Regions from separate parts of the Mus musculus genome. Here region 1 is linked to region 2. Evidence: chromatin contacts called from public HiCAR-type data. All regions are on one chromosome and are shown on one strand. Each heading gives the region's core, a stretch centred on a gene start, on an enhancer-like site or on the middle of the called end of the contact. The rest is flanking DNA. Distances are from core to core; before and after follow the strand shown.

Region 1 (4,224 bases), core at 1,666-4,165, 170 kb before region 2:
GGCTGAGAACTAATCTTTCAGTTTTCTATCTCAAATGAATGGGGAAAAAAAAACCCATGAGAACCAGATTGAGGTGATTTCCAGTTTTGGCACCTTCATTTCTTAGGTCTGTGACTTGGAACATCCATTCCTTGAATCTTAATTTCTTCATATAACACAGTGACACTTTTACAGCACACATTCATTTGCAAGTAAACATGCATGAAGTGAAGCTGGGTCTCCAGAAGGAAGCCTTCTCAATTACTTCAAGCTGCTTCCTTCTCCTGTTAGACACATGGCTTTGTCCAAGTTACTGATCTCGACCACCAGCTTCCTCATTGGTAAAGGATGTAATGGTACCCATTCCCCAGGTACGTTTAAGTGTAGTGTGTAACACACAGTGGTGATCATTTCATGAATTTTGAAGCTCTTCCTTCTATTCTTTCCCCCGAGTGTTCTGGAAAATGCTTGCTTTTATTTCAAGTCTTGTGGAACTCCCAGTCAACCTTTAGGCTCTTCCTATACTCTAGGTAGATAAGACCATGAGGATGTATTTTTGTTTAACTCTTGTGGAAAATGAATGCCATCAATAGCAATGTGCCGGGAGAGTATCTTTGTCAAGGCTGTGGTAGTGATGAGGCCCATGCTTCGTCTTCAGATTTGCTGCAGGGCCTTCCTGCATGGAGCTTCTGACTGGTAGGAAATCAACAGTTGCCCGAGAGATCTTTCTAGTTACATGTGAGTGCATGTAGCTGCTGACTTTGTGTGATAAGTACCAGCCAATCTTCAAACACTTGTGGGTAACACTCATTGTCCAGCCAACTTTAGCTAAAGCCAAGAATCTTGTCCCCATATCCACAGCTGGTTGTTTACTATTTCTGCCATTCTACACAGTAATCACTTTCCTATAGACGTAACCTGTTCTTTTCAAACATCTAGAAAACTGAGGTTTCTGTGCTCAACAGCTACAACAGAGACACAAATGATTTCGTTTCTCAGAAACACGTGACACCAACAACAGGTGAGGTGGTGCAGCTTCAGCCAATGTGCTTTTCCTGCAGTGGGAGAGTAAGCATAGAGGGAGATGACTGAGAGATATGTGGAGCCCGGATGCTAGAAGATACTTCCCATGGAGAGGCTTCAGGATGGGCTGAGTCCAGGCAAAAAGGTCATGCTATCTCTTTGTTTTTACTATGACAGACCCAGTCACTCACCAGCCTACCTTTAACTGGTGGTTTCTAAAAAGCTCCTCCAGGTAACATCTTTGGGTATGGTTTGAATAGGGAATGGTAGATGGAACTTGGCTAGTGTGTTTGGTCACAAACTTGAGACACCCAAGAAGAGGAAACCTCACTTGAGGAATTGCCTCCACCAAATTGGCTGGTTATGTGTCTGTGGGAATATATATATTTTTGATTGTTAATTGATGGAAGGTAGTGGTGGCGGGGCTAGTTCTCTGTGGGCCATGCTACCCTTGGGCAGGTGGTCCTGGGTATAAGATAGGGAGCTGGAGGTGATCTTGGAAGCAAGCCAGTTTAAGCAGCATTCATTATGGGTTCTGCTTCTGGTTCCCTCATGATGGATTGTATAGTTTATGATAAAGTGAACCACCTTTCTCCCCAAGTTGCATTTGGTCAGTATTTTATTACAGCAACAGAAAGCAAACCAGGACAGCTAGTAAGACAGGGAGGAATAGAGGCCATTGGTGGGAGGTAGGGTGGATGGGGACTTTCCATGTAAGATACTTTGGAATGTGGGAGCAAATAATTTATTACCCAAACCTCTAGCTCCCTGGACACATTGCTGTTGGCATGTGTCTTATTTAAAATAAAAACAGAAGAAGAAGAAGAAGAAGAAGAAGAAGAAGAAGAAGAAGAAGAAGAAGAAGAAGAAGAAGAAGAAGGAGGAGGAGGAGGAGGAGGAGGAGGAGGAGGAGGAGGAAGAGGAAGAGGAAGAGGAAGAGGAAGAGGAAGAGGAAGAGGAGGAAGGAAGAAGAGTAAGAAGAGTAGTTCTTGTTTCTTAGAAAAAACTGTGAAGCCAATCCAGGGCATTCAAATACTGCAGTGGGAATGGAAAGGAAGGAAAAAAATGTATTTGGTGAGAATTCAGAGGCTGCTAATTGTCTTTATTGAAATAATACTGAATTAACAACTCAGAAAAGTTAGAAGACATCTTCTTTAGGAGGAGGAGGAAGAGAAAGGGGGAGGAGGAGGAAGGGGGAGGAGGAGAAAGTCCTTGTAAACAGCATAGAAAAATACTATTTGCAAATTTTGCTTTCCTCATCTCAAAACAAAGCAACCGGTGCGTGCTGTGGAGACTCTTAAACACGCTGTCCGCTTTCCTCTTGTGGTTCTAAAATCCTGAAAGTGCCACGCAGTCAGTCTACTCCAGGTCCCAGTCTGCCCTCTCCCCACAACGGGCCCCCACCCCCACTTCCTTTCCACAACAAACACTTTTGCAACCCTTTCTCTGATGAATGGCCAGAAAAGAGATACTGGATGAGAACAATTAGAAACTTTAATGACCCTTCAGGCAGCACACAATTATAAACCACATTCTTATTTTTATAAGGAATTAGCTACAGATTGGGCAGCTAGCTGCCCCTGTCATGCCTTGAAATATTTCTTCTCTTCCTGGCAGAGTTGAGCATGCTGGCACCTCTCTCTCTCTCTCTCTCTCTCTCTCTCTCTCTCTCTCTCTCTCTCTCTCTCTCTCTCTCTCTCTCTCTCCCTCTCCCTTACTCATATATATATATATATATACATATACATATATACACGCGGACTTGCCAATTCCAGCACCTTCAAATGTATTATCCCGTCCTTTCGTCTCCAAGATGACCTGAAATGACCTTTTGCTTGGCAGGAGACGTGACTCAACTGATAATAAAAGAGTTTTGAAGGGGGCGGGGAATGATGGCTAAGGAGGGAGGGGGGGGGTGGCTGTCTGGTCCTGGTTGCTGAGCTGCAAGGCAGTCAGGGAGGGACATGGAAGAGCAGGAAGGGGCCAGATCTCTAATACTGCCATATTTTTTGGCTACGGTATTTTCTGTTATTAATTTACTACATATCACCTATTGCACGAAGGGAGAAGAAAGATTTTTACCCCGCTAAGGCACACCAGTCTCTTTGTTTAACCCGGACCCGAGGCTGCTCAGCCATGACCACTGGGAGGGAGGGAGGGAGGGATGGGGGCGGGGCCGATGTCTGGGCATCCCCCTGCATCGAGGCCCCAGCTCTCCCCCTGGACGTGGGGTCCCAGCCCTGCAGCTTTCCTTCTGTAAGGCTTTGCAGCTGCGAGCACCTTCGCAGAGTAATATGGCTAGCTAACATTGCCCGGTGCGATTCTATTTCACACCAGCAGCCTTAGAGGGGCGTGGGCTTTTCCCAGAATCTTGATTTCTTTGTTGTTTAGGAAAGGCTCAAATTTTCACAAATCCCAGAGAACTCCAAGTAGGCGTCTCAGATAGATTTTAACGACTGGATCCCCCTCGCCTCCACCGACCCCACCCTGCACCGACTTAAGAAGGGAAGGAGACAAAAAAGAACTATTATCTAGGAACTCTGCGAGGTGGCAGGAGCTGCTACAGCCGCATCGCTGGACCTCCCCTAGACTGATGCTCTCTTTTGTAAAGTGCTGTTTTCCCAGCGACTCCCTCTTACAAAGGACATCTTGAGGCACACTGTATAAATTTGGGGTGTGTACACTTTGGCGAATCATCTGCACACCGACAGGGACAAAGGGGAGGGTTTCGGTAGGTGGTTTGCCGGGTGCTTTCAGTCAACTTAAGTAGGCGAGTTGTCCCTGGAGTAAAAATTGGATTTTAGCCACCTGAGCCGAACTTAGTGAGCTGCTTGTGTGTGCAAATGCTTGTGAAGTCCTCACACCAGGCATGGAGTACTCTGGTCCTTTCAGATCATGGAAGCACCTGCTGGAAAGTTGGCAGGGCTGATTCCTCAAGTTCCTTGTCCACAGGAGAGAGATGCTCTTGGCTGAGAGACAGGTACTCTGGGAAGTGCTGCACAGGTTTCTTCCCAATGTAAGAGAATTCACATCTCCTGGCTTTCGTCATTCATTCATTCATTCATTCATTCATTCATTCATTCATTCATTCATTCATTCATCTGCTCAATCAATCATTCATTTATCACAGATACCTTTGTGTTTCAGTGTTAGTCGCCACCAGTGAAAAAGTGCAATCAAAAAATACATTCAGGTTTGCCCTAAAGGAGTTTGTAATGAATA
Region 2 (4,602 bases), core at 2,021-4,520:
AGAAATGTGGCAATTGCCACATATTTAGAAACTAAAGTTAAGGGACTTAGATCGCACAGAGGAGGAAGAGGTGTGATCTTGAGATGGAGCCTCAGGACACTTGAGTGCGATAGGTAAGGATGACAGGCTGGAGCCAGCAAAGGAAGACAGAGGGAAGACAGCTGGAGAGCAGGAGAGTAGTACCCCACTGAGACCAAAGAGTAAGAAGCCACCAAGCCTGTCAAATGCTGCTAATATACCAAGGAAGGCAAGAATTGGGACTTGTCCTGGGCCAAAGAGGTCCACTGATGACAACTGTGACAGAGCTGTGGTGCTGAGGAGGCTGGAGAGGGAGCAGAAGAGCATCAGATTAGAAATGAAGATAGTAAGGACAGACAACTAACTGTGCTGTTGACTTTAAATGCTAGCCTGCCACAGCCTAGAACCACACAGCAGAAGACAAATCTCAACAGAAGAGGTATTTAGGTCAGCTTGGCATGTAGGCATGTCTGTGGGGAACTGTCTCGATAGAGAATTGATCCATCACACTGTGGGAGTCACCATTCCATCAGCAAGCATCATTGAACTGTAGAGGAAGGAAGAAATCTAGGCACCTTGGGTCCATTCTTTCCTCTCTGCTTGCTCATGACTGTAGATGGATGTAACTAGCCACTTGAGTTTCTCTCATGACTTCCCCTAAAAGGATGGTCTGAAACGTGGTGCTTTTAGATGAGATAAAACTCCTTCCTCCCTTAAGTTGCTTAGGCTGGGGCATTCATTTATCACATTGTCAGAAATAAATACTGAATGCAGTTCTTTCCAGAGTTTTACTGTGTGTGGGGTTGGAGAGCAGAGAAACTCAAAGGTGATGTGGGTAATACTCAGGGATATTAGAACAATGATGAAATGCAGGAGACATGCTGGTTGTAGGCCTGGTGATCAAGCGTTGAGGTTGAATCTACATTGACCTTTGTGTTGCTTGGTCATAGGCTACCCAGGTAATTCCAGGGGAAAAGCTAGAATGGATCAAGAAGCCCAGAGTAACACATCCAGAATGCTTTTGGCTTTAATAATCAACATAGTGGTACCAGTGTGGGGTTTTCTTTTAACTTGGTGGTATCTCTGTGTGTGTCTTTGTGTGTGCTGTAATAAATTTGCAGTGTATTTTTTAATAATGTTGGAAATGATTAGAAAACAGAATAGAGTTGAAAAGTTAATGCTGTCTTAAAGTAAGGCATAGATTTCAGGAGATTTTTTGAGGAAATGATGAAGGGATCAGGTAGGTAAAGGAAGAGGAAGTTTGTTGGACAAACAGACTCTGCTGGTTGCAACAGGCAGGAGGCACAGAGAACTGAAAATAGGCATGTAGACATTTTAGCTTCTCAGTGGTAGGTGGAAGACCGTGGGGATTTTTTTTTTTTTACAAATTTAAATGCAAGTTTACTTTCTTTCATAGGCATAACTATTATCAATTAACTTGTACATGAAATGTTGATTATAGTAGGAAGACCAATGTTTCCATTGTTTTTCTTTTTTTTTCAAAATTTTTTAGTTAGGTATTTATTTTATTTACATTTCCAATGCTATCCCAAAAGTCCCCCACACGCTCCCCCACCCACTCCCCCACCCTCCCACTCCCACTTCTTGCCCCTGGTGTTCCCTTGTACTGAGGCATATAAAGTTTGCACGACCAATGGGCCTCTCTTTCCACTGATGGCTGACTAGACCATCTTCTGATATATATGCAGCTAGAGACACGAGCTCCGGGGATTTTTATTTTCCTGTTTGTATCTGTGTTCTTTATGCAACACAGGGCATACTTGCTCCCTTTCTCTTCCTTAAGACACCTAGCCACTCTGCCTGCTCCCATATTTCATAGTGATTCTTGTAGGAAGCAGGAGAACACTGGTCACTAGACCAAAGCTTGGCTCAGAATCTAGTTCTCTCACAGGAAGGCACCCATTTGGAGAGCTGAAGTTCTGTCTCTTTCCAGTGATTTGTTCAGAGGTAGAAAGATTAAAATGTTTTGAACCCTAGCTCTCAGGGACACCACTTTGCTATGGAACACCCCACCCCCCACCCTCAAGAAGGCATTTCCCATCTGGCACAATGATGTCTATCCAGAGTCACTATCAAACCTGGCTCATCCTTTTGGAAGAAACAAATGAAGGAGGGGAGGGACAGAAGGATGGAGGGAAGAAAGAGGAAACTCAGTATTTTATTATCTGGAAAGGCTATCACCATTCTAGACAGGTTGAATATGTTTCTGCTTGGGAGATCTGCATTTTGCTTGTAACCAATTCCTCCGTTCCATATTTAGTATTCCACAATGCCGGCCTAGATTCAGGAATAAGTCCAAAATGGCTGAAGGACGGCAGGGTTTGATCGGTTGCCTCTCTCTCTATCACTGAAGTTAATATGATGCTTATCTGAGAGCAAAGGCACAGACAGGGAGAAATTTAATGCAAATTTCATCAGGAGTCTAGTGCCACTTCACAAAATATTGATTAGGTGTCTGATTTGCTGTCCCCTGACAATGGGCCATCGGAATAAACCAATGAGGTGGGCTTGACTCCAGCTCGTCATGGTCATTCGATAACACCAGGCAACCAATAAGGAGCAGCTACCTTCTGATTGGGTGAGACGCCGGTGAAGGGGGAAACCATCTTAGCAACAGCAGAAGATACTGCACACTCCCTGCACAGACGCACAAACACAGATAGCATGCCACTAACCTGCTGCTCTGAACAGTGGTTGTTTGTGTCTCCTCAGGCTTTTGTTTTGCCACACCCCCTCCAAAGGACAAATTTCAGTTCACACAGTACACTGCCTACCTGGTTAGACAGCCCATAATCCTTTTTTAATGGAATGCAGGGCAACATTGATTGCTCTCTCAGCCCCCTCCAACAGTCCCCTTATTAAGAATGAACTTTGATCTTCAGGTAACTGCACGGGCTTTGTTCTGGAAATGTTCTGTTCTAGTCTCCAGGGAGCAGGCCACATCATGGCCCTTCCTGCCCAGCATGCCACAGGGAAGGGGCTGTGGTATGGGACTGAGCCCACTGGCTGGAGGTTAGGGTTTTTTTTTTTTTTTTTTTTTTTCCTCCCTCTGCTTTCGGTAAGAATGGCAGAAGGATTTTGTGAGGCTGGAGCGAGCTTGACAGTGCTTGTTATTTTCCTCTGAAACTTCCTTTTTCATTGTTCTATGACCCCAGAATGCAGAGCCTCAAAAGCTTTCCTGTTTTCTCTGTAACATTTGGCAAGGTTTTCCTCAGCTACCAGGCTCCAAGCCTTTGACATTCTCCTTTGAAAGGCTCCCTGCTTCTGTGTTTTTATGCTTCTCCCGGCAGCTCCCTTGTTCCCCTGATGCCAGCAGAAGGAGGCTGCTTGCCAATCCCTGGTTTTCCCCAACTAGCAGCTGTCATGACCTTCCTGCCTCATTTTTATCCCCTAACCCCTGTCCGGGGGCTCAGGAGGTATCTGCAGGACAGTGGGGACGGCAGACGATGGAGGGCGCATGATTTCCAGTCTCGTTTATTCCTGTTTAAACACTCTTAGTTTCTTTGCTCTGGTGCCTGGTTGCAGCGTGCATCCTTGGGTCCAGGAGCATCTGCCCATGGATTATCCAGTCCTGCTGGCGTTCTTACCAGTGCTCCCTGCCGACAGCTGTGATCCTGTCTGGGTAGAGGAGCCTATGAGAGAGGACAGCCTTCCCTCTAGGAGGCACGCTGCCATGTCTTCTGCCAGAGGGAAGGAAGTTGAGACGATGTCACAGGCATTTTTTTCCCCCAGTCCAAGAAGGATTATCTGCTAGGAAACGGTACCAGCTGTTTTCCATCTTCCTGACTACAAAGCAGAGGGGAACAGCATGAAATGGAAACAGAAAGGAAGAAAGCAAGATGTGAAGACCACTTAAAAAAAATACCAGGGTTAAGAGAACCTGGATTCTTTTTTCAAATGCTCATTTGGGTTTCCTTTGGGGATGGCTATGGTATGCACCCATTAGAATTTTGACGAACTGTGTTCTTATTGGTGCAGTGGCGTGAATATGATGAAGGGCTGGAGTGTAGTTCAGTGACCGAGAGCTTGCCTAGCATGCATGAAGCCCCGAATTCAAATCCAGCACTGCAGTAAATGGATGAACAATGACCTCGGCCATGCCGTGGCAGCATCATGTGATCCTCGAGTCACACTGGTCTAGATTTAAGGCAGCTAATGAGAGGGTGTTAGCAAATTCCCAGCTTCTCTCTACCTTTGGAAAAAAGTCTGTACAATGGAAATCACACTATCGTGTCTTTCTAAGTAATATCATTTGTGTGTAAAATGCTAAGCTGTGGGCTTACCTTGTGCATTTACACTAAAAATGCTGAATCTTGCTGGATGTTGTGGTGCAAGCCTGTAATCCTAGCACTTTGGGGGCTTAGGGTAAAGGATCTGAAATTCCAGGTCAGCCTGGACTGTACAAATAAAACACTATTTGAAAGAAGGAAGGAAGGAAGGGAAGGAGAGAGGAAGGGAGGGAGAGAGGAAGGGAGGGGGGAAGGAGATAAATGAGAAAGAAATCGAGACAGTCAAACCACAGACAATCTTGTTAAATCTTCCAATCCTAGAACTCCCCCAGCT

Evidence for each region. HiCAR-type assays count read pairs that join an accessible place to other places.
Region 1: a HiCAR-type map of astrocytes shows a contact between it and region 2, with 2.1 times the contacts expected there. The contact joins two enhancer-like sites. A contact is called at or near these places in 1 of 15 datasets of contacts at CTCF or cohesin (the NIH/3T3 cell line), 3 of 484 Hi-C or Micro-C datasets (cerebellar granule neurons, embryonic stem cells and nephron progenitors), 5 of 115 datasets of contacts at active chromatin or transcription factors (astrocytes, double positive thymocytes, embryonic midbrain and 2 more) and 1 of 9 other capture datasets (embryonic stem cells).

What each region holds. Positions count from the first base shown.
Region 1 is chr9:41,270,381-41,274,604 of GRCm38.p6, forward strand. No RefSeq gene overlaps it. Among named protein-coding and RNA genes, the nearest start is that of 1700063D05Rik, 66 kb to the left of the region's middle. Within about 2 kb of position 2,916, at least 110 of the 459 cell types and tissues checked have an H3K27ac peak or open chromatin away from gene starts, as enhancers often do. A contact at or near this core is called in astrocytes and forebrain, where this site is marked.
Region 2 is chr9:41,444,026-41,448,627 of GRCm38.p6, forward strand. All of the region lies in intron 3 of Mir100hg (Mir100 Mirlet7a-2 Mir125b-1 cluster host gene), which reads left to right. Among named protein-coding and RNA genes, the nearest start is that of Mir100hg, 70 kb to the left of the region's middle. Within about 2 kb of position 3,271, at least 118 of the 459 cell types and tissues checked have an H3K27ac peak or open chromatin away from gene starts, as enhancers often do. A contact at or near this core is called in astrocytes and forebrain, where this site is marked.